Linked DNA regions of Mus musculus: region 2 is linked to region 1. A link is a contact called in public promoter capture Hi-C data. All regions are on one chromosome and are shown on one strand. The core of a region is the stretch at or near the end of the contact, and the rest is flanking DNA. Distances in the headings are between cores, read along the strand shown. Region 1 holds the start of Ankrd55 (ankyrin repeat domain 55). Region 2 holds the start of Il6st (interleukin 6 signal transducer).

Region 1 (6,279 bases), core at 2,546-5,045:
GCAGACATGTGGTGTTTTCCTGAAAGCTGCTCGGTAAAAAGACATACGATGTTTTGTTAAAGCAAACACTTGAGAGGATACATGATATTTGGAGAGTGTAAGTACAACCCAACAGACAATGGATGACACTCTTGCATTGGTTCGCCTTGCTTTCTTCACTCCCTTGCACTGGTTCGCCTTGCTTTCTTCACTCCCTTGCACTGGTTCGCCTTGCTTCCTTTGCTGATCATTACTTGTAATGACTGAATAGAGAGAAAATGACCAGATAATTTTTTGTGGTATCCTGGCTGTTTCCTGCCACTTCCAAGGACTTGTGCTGATCGGTGGAGCCTCACAGTTTCTTCTGGATGGGCCTGCTGCTACTAATTCATGTTTGGTGTTTGCTAGTGCACTGGTCTGCTGACAGCAAAGATTGAAATCACTCCAGAGAACTATTTCTAAATAGGTCTACAACCCCCATTTCCTGTTAACCTTTCTTTTCCCCTTCCTCTGCTGGGTGGTGGGCAAGAAAGAAGTTGAAGCATTAAAGAACCACAACTAAAGTAGGTTTTGAAAAATCTAAGTCAACAAAGAAGAGATCTCAATATGTGGTGTTTTCTCTCTGGCTTCTTTAACTCAGGATCATGTACTAAAATCCATCTACTACATAAGTTGCTTGGGATCAATGAAATAAGACTCAGAAAGACAAATACCACCTTTCTTCCTCTCATTTGCAGTGTGTGTATGTATGTATGTATGTATGTATGTATGTATGTATGTATGTATGTGGGCATGTATGTATAATGTATGTATAATTTATACACATAAATATATGTATGTATATAAATCTGTGCATAGATGTGTGTGTGTATGCTTGTGTGTGTGTGAATGTTATATATGTGCCTGTGTGTGTGTGAGAGAGAGAGAGAGAAAGAGAGGGAGAGAGAGAGGAGAAAGAACCCTATCTCTGGAAAGAGGAAAGAAATCAAGAGAGAAGAGGAGGAGCAAGAGAAAGAATAAGAGTGAATATAATCAACGTATATGATATTCATGAATTAAAGTGTTAGTACAAAATATACTATATGTTCTAATAAAGATAACACTACAAAAAGTACAAAGCAAAATGCACCAAAACTTTAAATGCCCTTTAGAGCATATACTGTTTTCCTACCATTAAGTGCTAAGTTGCTTACCTGTCCACTGGTTTTTTTCTCCCTCTCCCATTAGGTTGTGAATATACACTTCCCAGGAGAGGGGCTAGCCTGCAAGGAGCACCAGAGAGCTTTAAAAGTGATAGAAATATTCTATATCTTGATTGCAGTAGGACATTACACCCTCACTCAAAATGAACTGGAAAATACATTTAAAAAAAAAAAAACTAACCTTTTTAGAAGCCCAGAAAAGTGACTGAATGATAACCATGAATTCTCATAAGAAGTTGGTTCCCATGCAACAGATTAAAAGGCAGAGCTCCAAAAAATCATGACGTTTGCCCAAGCCACACCTATATAACACACTCAAGCCCTCGTCTTCGGTCTGCCTACCTGCCTCTCTTCAGAATGAGTCCCTTACAAACTAACAGCCATACTTTGGTTTGGGTCATGATAAATGCTTTCACAGAAATCTACTAACTGGAGAGATAATATTTTGAGAGTCCTCTGTGTTAATTTCTTGAAGCTGCTGTAAGAAAATTATCACAAACTTGGTGGCTTCCAATAACCAACCAAAACTTACTATTTCACAGTCTGGAAATCCAAAGTTGAAAATCAAGGTGCTGCCAGAACCCAGCTCCCCCTCTAGGCTTTAGGAGACAATGGGTTCCTAAGTTCTTCCTGCTTTGGTGGCATAAGTGACAAATGACAGGAGGTTGTGTTGTTCCATGTTCTCCCCCACCCCCTTACCTCTGCATGTTCCTCTGAACAATAGAAACCACTGAGACACATTTCAAAGAGAGCTCCTTTATGTCGTTAGAGCTGAACAGACTCAGTTTGCCATCAAGGTCATGTTCATGGGTTCTGGGGCTTAAGGCGTGTATATCTTTTCAGGAGTCATTCTACAAACCACTGAGCCCACCCTGGTTCCATATAGCAGTGGGTTTGGAAACACTCCAGGCAACAGGCTAGAGTATCAGAAGGCTGACTTCAGCAGTTGTTCTTCTCCCAGTCCTGCTGTCCTACACCACCTAGCTCATCTGTCAACAATGTGTTGTATTTCTCCTCTGTATGCATGATGTGTGTGTTTGCTTGTGGGGTATATATATGTGTGGTATATATATATGTGTGGGTGACCATTTCAGCATACACATGTAGGGACCACAGTTGACATGAGTGTCTTTCTTGATTGCTCACCCTTTATATATTAAGGCACAGTCCCTCCATCAGATCCAGAGCTCACTGCTAGTCTAGCCATCCAGCTTGCTCCTGAAATCCTGTCTCCACCTCCCCAGCACTGAGATGACAGTCAAACTGCCACATCCTGGACTCTAAAAATGCTAAAGCAACAACTTGATCCACTGAGTTATCTCTCCAGCCTCTGCTTGTATTTTTAAATCAAATACTGCAGAGTATTTTGAAAGGAAGGAGCCCAAGTGGAAAAGAATAGCGATGAATAACATTGTTGGGTAAATAATAGTACTGCTGAGTCATAATAACAGTCCTGCTGAGTCATACTAACAGTCCTGCTGAGTCATAGTAACAGTACTGCTGAGTCATGGTTCTGTGAGGTGAATAACAGTGCTTGTGAGTGAGTGATATTACTAGTGAGTGGTAGCATTGTCATAGAGATGTGAGGCCCTTTTTTATGAAAAATAAATGACAGGCAAGTAGAAAATATGTGTCAAAAGATAAAAGAGAACTGCCTACAAAAGAACACAGAACATAGACTAGACCATTCTATATCAAAACAAATGTAAAGACTAAGAGTGTAGTTCAGTAGTTGACCACTTATCTAGTATATAATGTTTGGGTTTAATCTCTGTACTACAAAAAAAAAGTATTAATATAGCCATACGCAGAGGAAAAAAAGAAAACATTTCCAGCACTATGTCTAAAATCAAATATCTGTTAGTTAAAAAGAAAAGGGAGTTGCCATGATCAGTGACATACAAAAAGCCAGGTGCTATCACTCACCACCCAGGCTCTTGGAGGACAGATAGGAGAATCCTGGCTTCCTGCCAGCCAACCTAGGCACCCGGACAAGGCCTGGGTGTCAGGGAGAGACTCTCTCTGGAAAAAACAAGGAAGGTGATCCTGAAAAGAGATTCCTGATGGACCTGTGACATATACACGCTCAGGTGTGCACACATATAGATATAAAGCCAAAACCACAAAGGAAATGTCTTCATTTTGTAAAAACACAAACGAACTAGACAGATGTCTTCCCCTAGCAATAGACAGTACCACCGTATGCAAATAAGAGCAAGATTTCCCCCTCAGGTTTTTAACCCTAGAGGATGAATTTATTTGACTGCTTCTCGAAGCAGTATGGCTGGTGACTTGTCAGGCTTCATGCAGAATGCAGTAAGGCACAGCCTTGTGACTGCAGGCTGTTTGATTTAGTCTGCACAGATATTTGAACCTTGACCTTCAACCTTTCACTGCCCACCCTCAAAGTCTCTCTGACAGGAGGAGGTCACTGCAGGGAGCCTGAACCTCCCCCCATCCCCCCACCCCCAGCAGCAGTGCATAACTACTCAGCAGGGCACGTGGACTGCAGCCTCCTGCTACAATATTTACATCCTATTCCACTGAGATGGCCCGTCTCTGCTCACATGACCCAAATGCAGTTCTCACTCCACCAAGAACAAACAGCCAGCACGCAGTCTGCGCTGGCGGCTTTGCACATGCTCCGTCTGGCCCTGTGAATCTCACTCACTCATTGAGGTTTCTATTGGTTTAAAGCGACCTTCCAGTCGCCTCAGCCGAAGCTCTGAGATCTGCAGCATTTTCCTGGCCCAGATCCAAGGCAGGCACCCCCGTGAAGGCTGTCTTATTTTAGGGTTTGGGATGTTTTGTCTGTCTGCTTGGGGGAAGGGTATATAATACTCACACGTCAGTGTTGATGGTGAATGGGATTCTGAGAGTAACACTTCCTCCCCTGCAGAAAGAGTGTTTTTTATGTCTTTGCAAAGGTAGCCTTGAAGGCGCCCGGCAGATCTAACACACACTTAATTCTACAACGGGAGCTGACGCCAACGATGCTGAAGCTGACTGACGTTGGCTGCAGTGTGTGAAATGGTGTTTTCTCCTCTCCAGAGCCCTGACTGGGTTTTTTTTGCCGTTCTGATGGTAAACGATGAGACAGGCTACCATGGATTTCAGCACCTCTTCTGTGTTTGATCAGCACAAAGGTAACACGATGTTTTACCACTCCAATGGCGAAGAGATTTCCAGTTTGTAAGGAGAAGAGGAAAGGTGTGTGTGTGTGAGTGTGTGTGTGTGTGTGTGTGTGTGTGTGTGTGTGTGTGTGTGTGTGTGTGTGTGAAAACAAACCTGGTAAGGACTTGATAAGCTTTTAGGAAAAGAAAAGAAAAAAAAAGCTTACGGGCTTTCTGTCTTGCGGATGTATTCCTAGTCCTACTCTTTGGTTTGAGACATATCAGCTACTTTAGATAGTATCATCTTTATGTCATGTCATAAAGTATGTTAGAGAAAGCAATATCAGAATGCATACCGGGCCTCTTTCAGCCCGTAAATCTCATATTTCGTCACTTCAGCCATCACGAGGCACTGTGGATTCCCCTCCAAGAGAGACCTGACCCACAGACGGGTCCTGCTGATGCCACACCTCGTTCAAGACCGTGCAGTGACTTAATACTGTATTATTTAATTGCAATGGCAGAGTGGGTTTTTTCCCCCTACCCTTCATTTGCATACAGAAAGTCATCCTTCCACGGGCCAAGTAGGCTGTGAGATTCATTGCCATCATCAGACTCACAGCCTGTCAGTCTGTGTGAGTGTGGCTTTGCATGTGCTGTGTGCCTCCACACATGTATTTGTCATCTGTGTAATTAGACCATTTTTTCTATGTACGATGGAGGGGAATTCCCACACTTTAAATACAGCAGACCTTCCCAGAGCCTTTTAATGAAACGTACGGCATCTAACCCACTCGCCGCACTAGGATTCTGCAGCTTCTCAGAGCTTGGTTAGTTTCTTTCTTTCAGCTACACTATGAAATGGTGGCTTGCGGAAGCCTCATTAGCAATAGCCATTTCTTCTTTCTTTTTCCCAATTATCGATGCTTCAAGGCAAGGTCACCTCCTCTAGATCTGGCTTCGTGGCATGGGTAAATGATGTTTGCTCAATGGATTTCTCAAATAATAACATAGATTTAGATTCCTGAGGCAGATAGAGTCTTCTCCAATTCTTGCTCAGAGAGGGGGTAAAGAGGGAGAGAGAGAGAGAGAGAGAGAGAGAGAGAGAGAGAGAGAGAGAGAGAGAGAGATCGATCTTGAGAACATCTTGATTCACACTGAGTCTGTAGACAGGCACCACAGGAAGGGGGCTTACTGTAGTTCCCCCACCACCACCTCCTCTCCTCCCTGTACGTTTTGTTCCACTGATGGCAATCAGCAGAAGTGAGAGCTCTGCTTAGAATCAAGCTGCTTGTGCTGGTTAGAGAAGAGTGTTGCCAAGCCGCAGAATCACAGAGAAACACGGTGGTCATTTGGGAGACTAATCTGAGGGAGCAGGGACTGACTGCAGAAGAACAAGTCCTTCAAAACAAATGTATCTGTGCCAGCCTGGCTCTTTCTATCTGGAGTGAGCTTGGGAAATAACTAAAGTGCTGGTTTAGAATATTTTCTTGCAGCATCTTTTGTGGGAGCAATTCAGGGCAATTCTTCTACCTGATTCTTCCCATAATATTAACTCTAACTCTCTCTCTCTCTCTCTCTCTCTCTCTCTCTCTCTCTCTCTCTCTCTCTCCATCTCTCCATCTCTCACTCCTTTCTCTCTGATGGCAGCAGAGGTTTACACATTCATAGCTCTGAAAAGCAAATCAGTTCAGCTTTTCAGGCTCCACATTTTATCTGACCTCTCTGGACCTTCGCTTCCTTTGCAGTAAAATGATGGAAAAGCTGTTCACTGCAAAGATACATAATGGCATTTAAGCAGTTGCCCCCTTGTTGAGGCCCGGTGTTCCAAATCATGGCTGTGGCTGTTGCTGGTGATTTTAGTACCACTTGATCATCCCCTTGACCTCTAACTTAAATGTAACCGTCTCACTGAGGAGGTTCAGTTGCTGTTGGGTGGACTAGATTGCATACCTTCTTCAGTCAAAACCCCAAGGGGGCCTCTC
Region 2 (5,736 bases), core at 1,766-4,265, 180 kb after region 1:
TAAGTTTCTCATTGCTTAGGAAGATGAGAACAGGTAGGAAACAACTGATCAGCTCTGAGAACAAAGTCTCAACGTCACCTTGACTGCAGATTCCGTGGGAGTGAGCACAAAGGCTTACAGCTGTAGGTGGCTAAAGGTACTGAGAAGGAAACACAGCCCCAGGTTTAGGAGAGATGGCATCGTTTCTTTAGCTGACTGGGCTGGAGGCGTGGCTTTACCTGTGGACCGCTTGCATATACAATGAAGCTGATGATCTTTGGAAAGGGATGAGAAATGGTGAGCTCAGAGCAGTCAATGAATCATCAACTAGGAGGCTGCACTCATTAGATGACATTAGGGCGGGTGACCAACTACAAGACTGACACAGAGTTTCAGAAACATTCCAGGGCACAGACAAGGAATTATGCAGCTATCCCGGTCAGGGCCAGATTTAGGTAGACCAAAGCAGGTAAAGTTTGTCTTCCACATTTGTCACCTTCATCCTAGAGCATGTGTCATTAGTTTTGCTCACCTGTCCTACTCACAGAAGGAAGGTGGGGCATATGACACTCCTCTACCCAGTCTTCTCCCTATACGCTCTTCCACCAACTGGTACTTATTATCAACCATATTTAGAACCAACAAGATGTTACAACGGGAAACAAAACAAAACAAAACAAAAACCCATACATTGCAATGTTCAATGGGGATTTCTAGTGATTAACTCTTAACTAGAAAGGGGTTATTTCCGGACCAATATTCTATAGAGGGGTCTGGAAAATCAAGCAACTTCCACAGAGTGGGTGCGTCCTTCTTAGTGTCTTGCAGTTCTGAAAATTCTTCATCAAGCATTGATTTATCTTTTCTGTTTAGGATTGTTTGTCAAAGTTGTTGGTTTTCTTTTTCTTTTCATGTTTGTGTGTGCCTTTGTGAGTTTATGTGCACCATGTATGTGCAGGGGTCCCTGGAGATCAGAAGAGGATTGTTGGATTCCCTGGAACTGAACTTACATTGGCTGTGAGCCACCTGAGATGGGTGGTGGGAATTGAACCTGGGTCCTCCGCAAGAGCATCAGGCGTTTTAACTGCTGAGCCATCTCTCCAGTCCCTTTGCTCAGGATTTTAATCACTCTCACAAAGTGTGAGTTGCTGTGTGGCAAGGCTTGAGCTGAGCCAATACAGACAAAGTGATAAGTCATGTATGCGAGAGAGGCAGTATAGGCCTTCGGATTCCCCACCCATGGTCCAAGGCAGGTGAATCCATTATAAAACATTCACCTCCTTCTATCCACAACCACCTCAGATAAACAAACTTTTAAATAAATGCTGTAATGCAGAAAGGTCTACTGAGGTGCGATGGCAGAGGAGTCATTCGAGGACACCTGATATTTACTGAACAGTGCGTCAAACCCTCTCGCTGTTTTAAATAAGTTCATTCTTGCAACTTAGCAGGTCAGAACCGTCCTCCTCATTTTGCAGATGAAGAAACTCAAGACTTTTCCAAGGTCACAGCAATGGGAAGTAACAACCGTAGGATTTGCATTTAAATAGTCGTTCAGCAGACCTACTAAGCACCTTTGTAAGGTCTTCAATTGAACAAAGGCCCTTACAAGTCTTTTCCCTCCATTCGATCTTGTCACACCCTGAGCAAGAGACAAACACATCTTTAGCTTCAGCACATCAACCACTAGTGTGTTTGAGACTCTTTTAGCCAGGCCCTTGGCAGTGTTTTTTCAAACTAGCTGACCAACAGCTAAGGGGTCATAATTCAGAGCTGGGGGTATAGAGATGCAACAGAGGCAAGAAAAGGGGGAGGGAGGGGCAGAGAGCAAGACTGCAGTTTGATCCATTTGATCTCATCTGAATTGTCAATATAACAAAGAACTTTACAATGACTAATTAATGGGTATTTGTTTGCTCTGCAAATCATTATGTTAGCCTTTCTTCCAAAAGTCTCTAGCCTTCTCTCTTTTTTTTTTTTTTTGAGTCATTTCTTCACTTTTAAAAGTTTTTTATTGGGAATTGTATACAGTATATTTTTACCAGATTTTTTTTTTTTTTTTGCTGTTCCCTCAACTTCTCCCACACACCCCTCCATCCGTCCAGCTTCCTGTCATTTGTCTCCTTTAGAGCAAAACAAAAGGTAGATGTTGGGAATGAGAAAATCAATTTCCATCAGTGGAGTTACACTGATTATATATTATATCAATTGCACTCCAAGGGCGGGCTCCGTGCTCAGTAAAAGATAACCAATGCAAATTGGAGTGTTTCTTTACAGTTACACATCCCTTATCTTTTAAGTTTCTCAACTTGCTTGTATACACACTACACACATACACACATCACACACGTGCACTCACGCACATTGCAGCCTTAAGGTCGTTTTCCAATCAAGGGAAGGGTGGTGGATTACAATGAAATAGGTTTTTCCTTGGTATTTCTAATCACACATCAGGCGACTCAAACCGCAAAAAGATAACAGTTTCTTGGCAGGTCACCAGTTCACGGATCAATCAATGACACCCAAACTCATTTACTAACAACAACAAAAATTGCACAGTAGCAAGGTTCGTTTACTTAAGCCTGGGTCCGAAGCGGTCACTATGGGCGAGTACAGTCAGGGCCACTAAGTCCTGCCCTGTCCCCAGGGAGTTCCCTTGCCTCCAGAGTCCCAAGGGCCTCCTAGCAGTCGCCGGAGGCTCGCAGGCCCTCTGGGGAAGACAGCCCAGGGAGACAGCCGAGGTCCGGGGAGAGGGGTCGCGGGAGGCACCTGGGTTGCTGTCCGCGACCCATTACCCTAGAGAAAATGGAACTTTCCGTTCCGGCCACCCACCCAAGTGCGGCGGGGAAGCCTTCGATCTAGTCTAGGAAAGGCGACCAGGCTCAGCCTCCGGAATCCCGGACGCCGGGAGCCGCGTTACGGGAATCGCAGAGGCCTGCAGTCCCGCCCCTTCGTCTCCGGCGACCCGGAGCCAATGGCCGCGCGCTCCGAGACTGACCAGAGCCAATGAGCTCGCGGTCTCTGGCTCCGGGGGGCGGGGCCGTGGGGGGCGGAGCTAGGAGAGCCCGGGTCAGCGGCGGACGGAGGGTGGCGTGTGCGGTCGGGAGGCCAGAGCTTCGAGCCATCCGGGCTGCGGCTCCGCTGAGGGACCGGTGGTGTGGGCCGGGATCCGCGGGGCTGAGGGACGCTCAGGAGCGGCGAGGCTCGCGTCCGGAAGGTGAGAAGAACAGGGCCCCGGCGCGGGAGGGTGCGGGTTGCCTGGAGCGGCCGCCACCTGGCACCCGAGGCCCAGCGGGGCCGGGCTGGACCGGCGCCGAGCGCACGCCCGGAGCTGGTCGGGCTGGCCTGGGAATCCCCGCATTCCTTCCCTCCCCGCTCCGGGCTCCGACTTCCCTGATGTTGTCACCCGCCTTCTCCAGCCGCGTTCCTGACGCACAGTTCCGAAGCCCCCGCCCCAAAGTCCTCTCGGGATCGCGCGTCCTGGGTGACCGCGTCCTGCGTTCTTCCAGTTCCCGTGCCGTGCTCCCTGATCCTACTCTGGACATGGCCCTAGAAAGTGTGGTCTTCTGTGTCCCGTGAAATGCTACCGTTCCCTGCTCTTGATGTTTCTTAATCCAGAGCGAACTTTTCACCCAGACATCTTAACATTTAGGCGTTAATGAAAGTCCAGTGTTTATAAATATTAACTTTCCCTTCGGTCCGTACCCTTCCTAATAAATCCCGCGTGCCTTTACATCCCGAGAGCAAGCCCATCATCGGTCTTTAGATTTTCACCTCCTCCCCTAAGCGTAAACGTGTCCCCTTCTCCAGCTGGCAGGGGGCTCTCTTTTGGATGAACAACCAAAATTCAGAAACTCAAAGCAAACATAATATAAAGGGCTTGGTCCACTTCTGTTCTTGTCATTTTTCCATTAAGAAGAAACTCGTTTTGGCTTAATTTGTATAGTTATTGGACATTACAGCAGCTGTACTGCTTAAAAGTAGTCAGTGAGTGCTGGAATGTCAGCGCGAATCTTCTGAAAAATCTTTGGTCTGGTCAGTGTTGTAAACAAACTCTTTTAGACCGTGTGTGACTGACTGACTGCCAGCTTCCAGTTGGAACGACTCTTAATTTGAAATTACTGACACATTATCAGGGGATGATCGTCATCGTCTTAATTTTCCAAGTTTGTGTTTATATTTATCATTGGGAATTATTTTTGAGCTCTGATCTGGAATGCTACATTTGTAGGACTAATCTGCTAGTCGGTTAAATTCTGTTTTCCACAGGTTTCTGGGGGTGGGGTGTGTGTGTGTTCATTTGCTTCTACTCACAAGAGAAAGAGAGAGAAAAAATTACAGTGGGGGAAAGGTCAGCTAAGGATAAACTTTATAGTAGAAATTTGTATTGTTGGCATTAGTGATTTAGAATATTACAAATACTGTTACCCGCTCATTTAAAGCAACATTCTTATGTAACTGGGCATTTTGTTCTGTTTTATTTATGACTTTGTGTTTTCATTTTGAAATAGTTTTTCCTAAGAGAATGTGGCATTTCAGTTCAGTGCTAGAATGAATACTGATTATTATATACCTATGAAGTGGGTGTTACAATATCTACCTTCTAGAAAAGGGAACAGGCTCAAAAAACATGGCTCCAAAGCCTGTGCCTACAAACTGTTGTGTTGATGGATCTCTTATCGCATTCCTACAGTTTGGTCTGGGGAGTTGAGTGTTGTCCACAACCCTGCAGTGGGAGCAGGAAGGGGTTTTCCCTGGAAGTGATCTCAGGTGTCATTTTGCCACACATTTGCTTCACCTGGCCCTGGTACATTTGCAACTTGTCTGCTAAGGAAGCAGGAAGTTCTTAAAGCTTTCTCCTCATCTTTGATTGCAAACGTGGATTGATCACAGGTGAGGTTTCTGGTGAGATGATTTTAGTAAGCATTCAGCCTGCTCTGGAATTTATAAAAGATGCCTGAGATAGCACCTAGGTTTTTCAGTTTACAAAATCGGGTAAACAAACTGTGTGAAAAACTACTCGGATACGGGAGTAGTTTCAATGAAATAATGAGTGATACAGAAAGTACTGTGGGTGTTTAGGGATTGGAATTGAAATATTCAGTGGGGTTCCCAGAGGTCAGCCTGGGAACCTGGTTAAGGTTTGGGTAAAGAGGAAACTAGAGAGATCGAAATCCGGATGTAGAACTGCGGCTAGAACGGGACCATGGGACAAAGTAAAGGACTACCATGTGCCGTTACCACAATATATTCAGTTTACTATCTACTGCTTAGGCAACTTGGTATGTCAGTCACAGAACATTTGGCTTATGTTCATGTGCCCTTCAAAGCCTTATTAAATAGTAGGTCTTACTCGCCCCTTTTATACAAAGGCGAACACGTTATTATCAGATTCTATATTTATACATAGATTTCCTGAGCTCTGTCTGAGCCCTTAACTGTAATACGTTCTTTTTCATACCGAATATATGAATGGCAGAGTAAAGTGACTATATTAGGTGTTTTAAAGCTCATGTTTACGCTGGGAATGTAGCCAGTAGTCGAGTGCATGCCTAGCATGTGCCAGGCCCTGGGTGCACCTTCAGGCTGCATACACGCACATTCTCTGTCAGTAGCACTTACATACGGACATACATGTGCAAACTAAACGTTCTTTTAGTTGTTCCCTAAGTGCCTCAAGAGTCTCAGCATGTGAAGTTGTGTAACTCCAGTGCTACACGGTGAATCCTCTTAGGGAACTCTGAAAGGGCCCTGGGA

The links. Capture Hi-C pulls out chosen DNA fragments and counts their contacts.
Region 2: a contact with region 1 is called in a promoter capture Hi-C map of liver. The contact joins the promoter of Il6st here to the promoter of Ankrd55 in region 1. A contact is called at or near these places in 19 of 39 promoter capture datasets (the 3T3-L1 cell line, the C10 cell line, the HPC-7 cell line and 13 more), 12 of 484 Hi-C or Micro-C datasets (the AtT-20 cell line, CD4 T cells, CD8 T cells and 9 more), 34 of 115 datasets of contacts at active chromatin or transcription factors (the SCID.adh cell line, bone marrow-derived macrophages, craniofacial prominence and 20 more) and 4 of 9 other capture datasets (adipose tissue, liver, macrophages and 1 more).

What each region holds. Positions count from the first base shown.
Region 1 is chr13:112,284,656-112,290,934 of GRCm38.p6, forward strand. It overlaps Ankrd55 (ankyrin repeat domain 55), which reads left to right and starts at 3,796. Exons shown (of 11, transcript NM_029898.3): 1 at 3,796-4,327. The coding sequence starts at 4,273.
Region 2 is chr13:112,461,055-112,466,790 of GRCm38.p6, forward strand. It overlaps Il6st (interleukin 6 signal transducer), which reads left to right and starts at 3,016. Exons shown (of 17, transcript NM_010560.3): 1 at 3,016-3,196.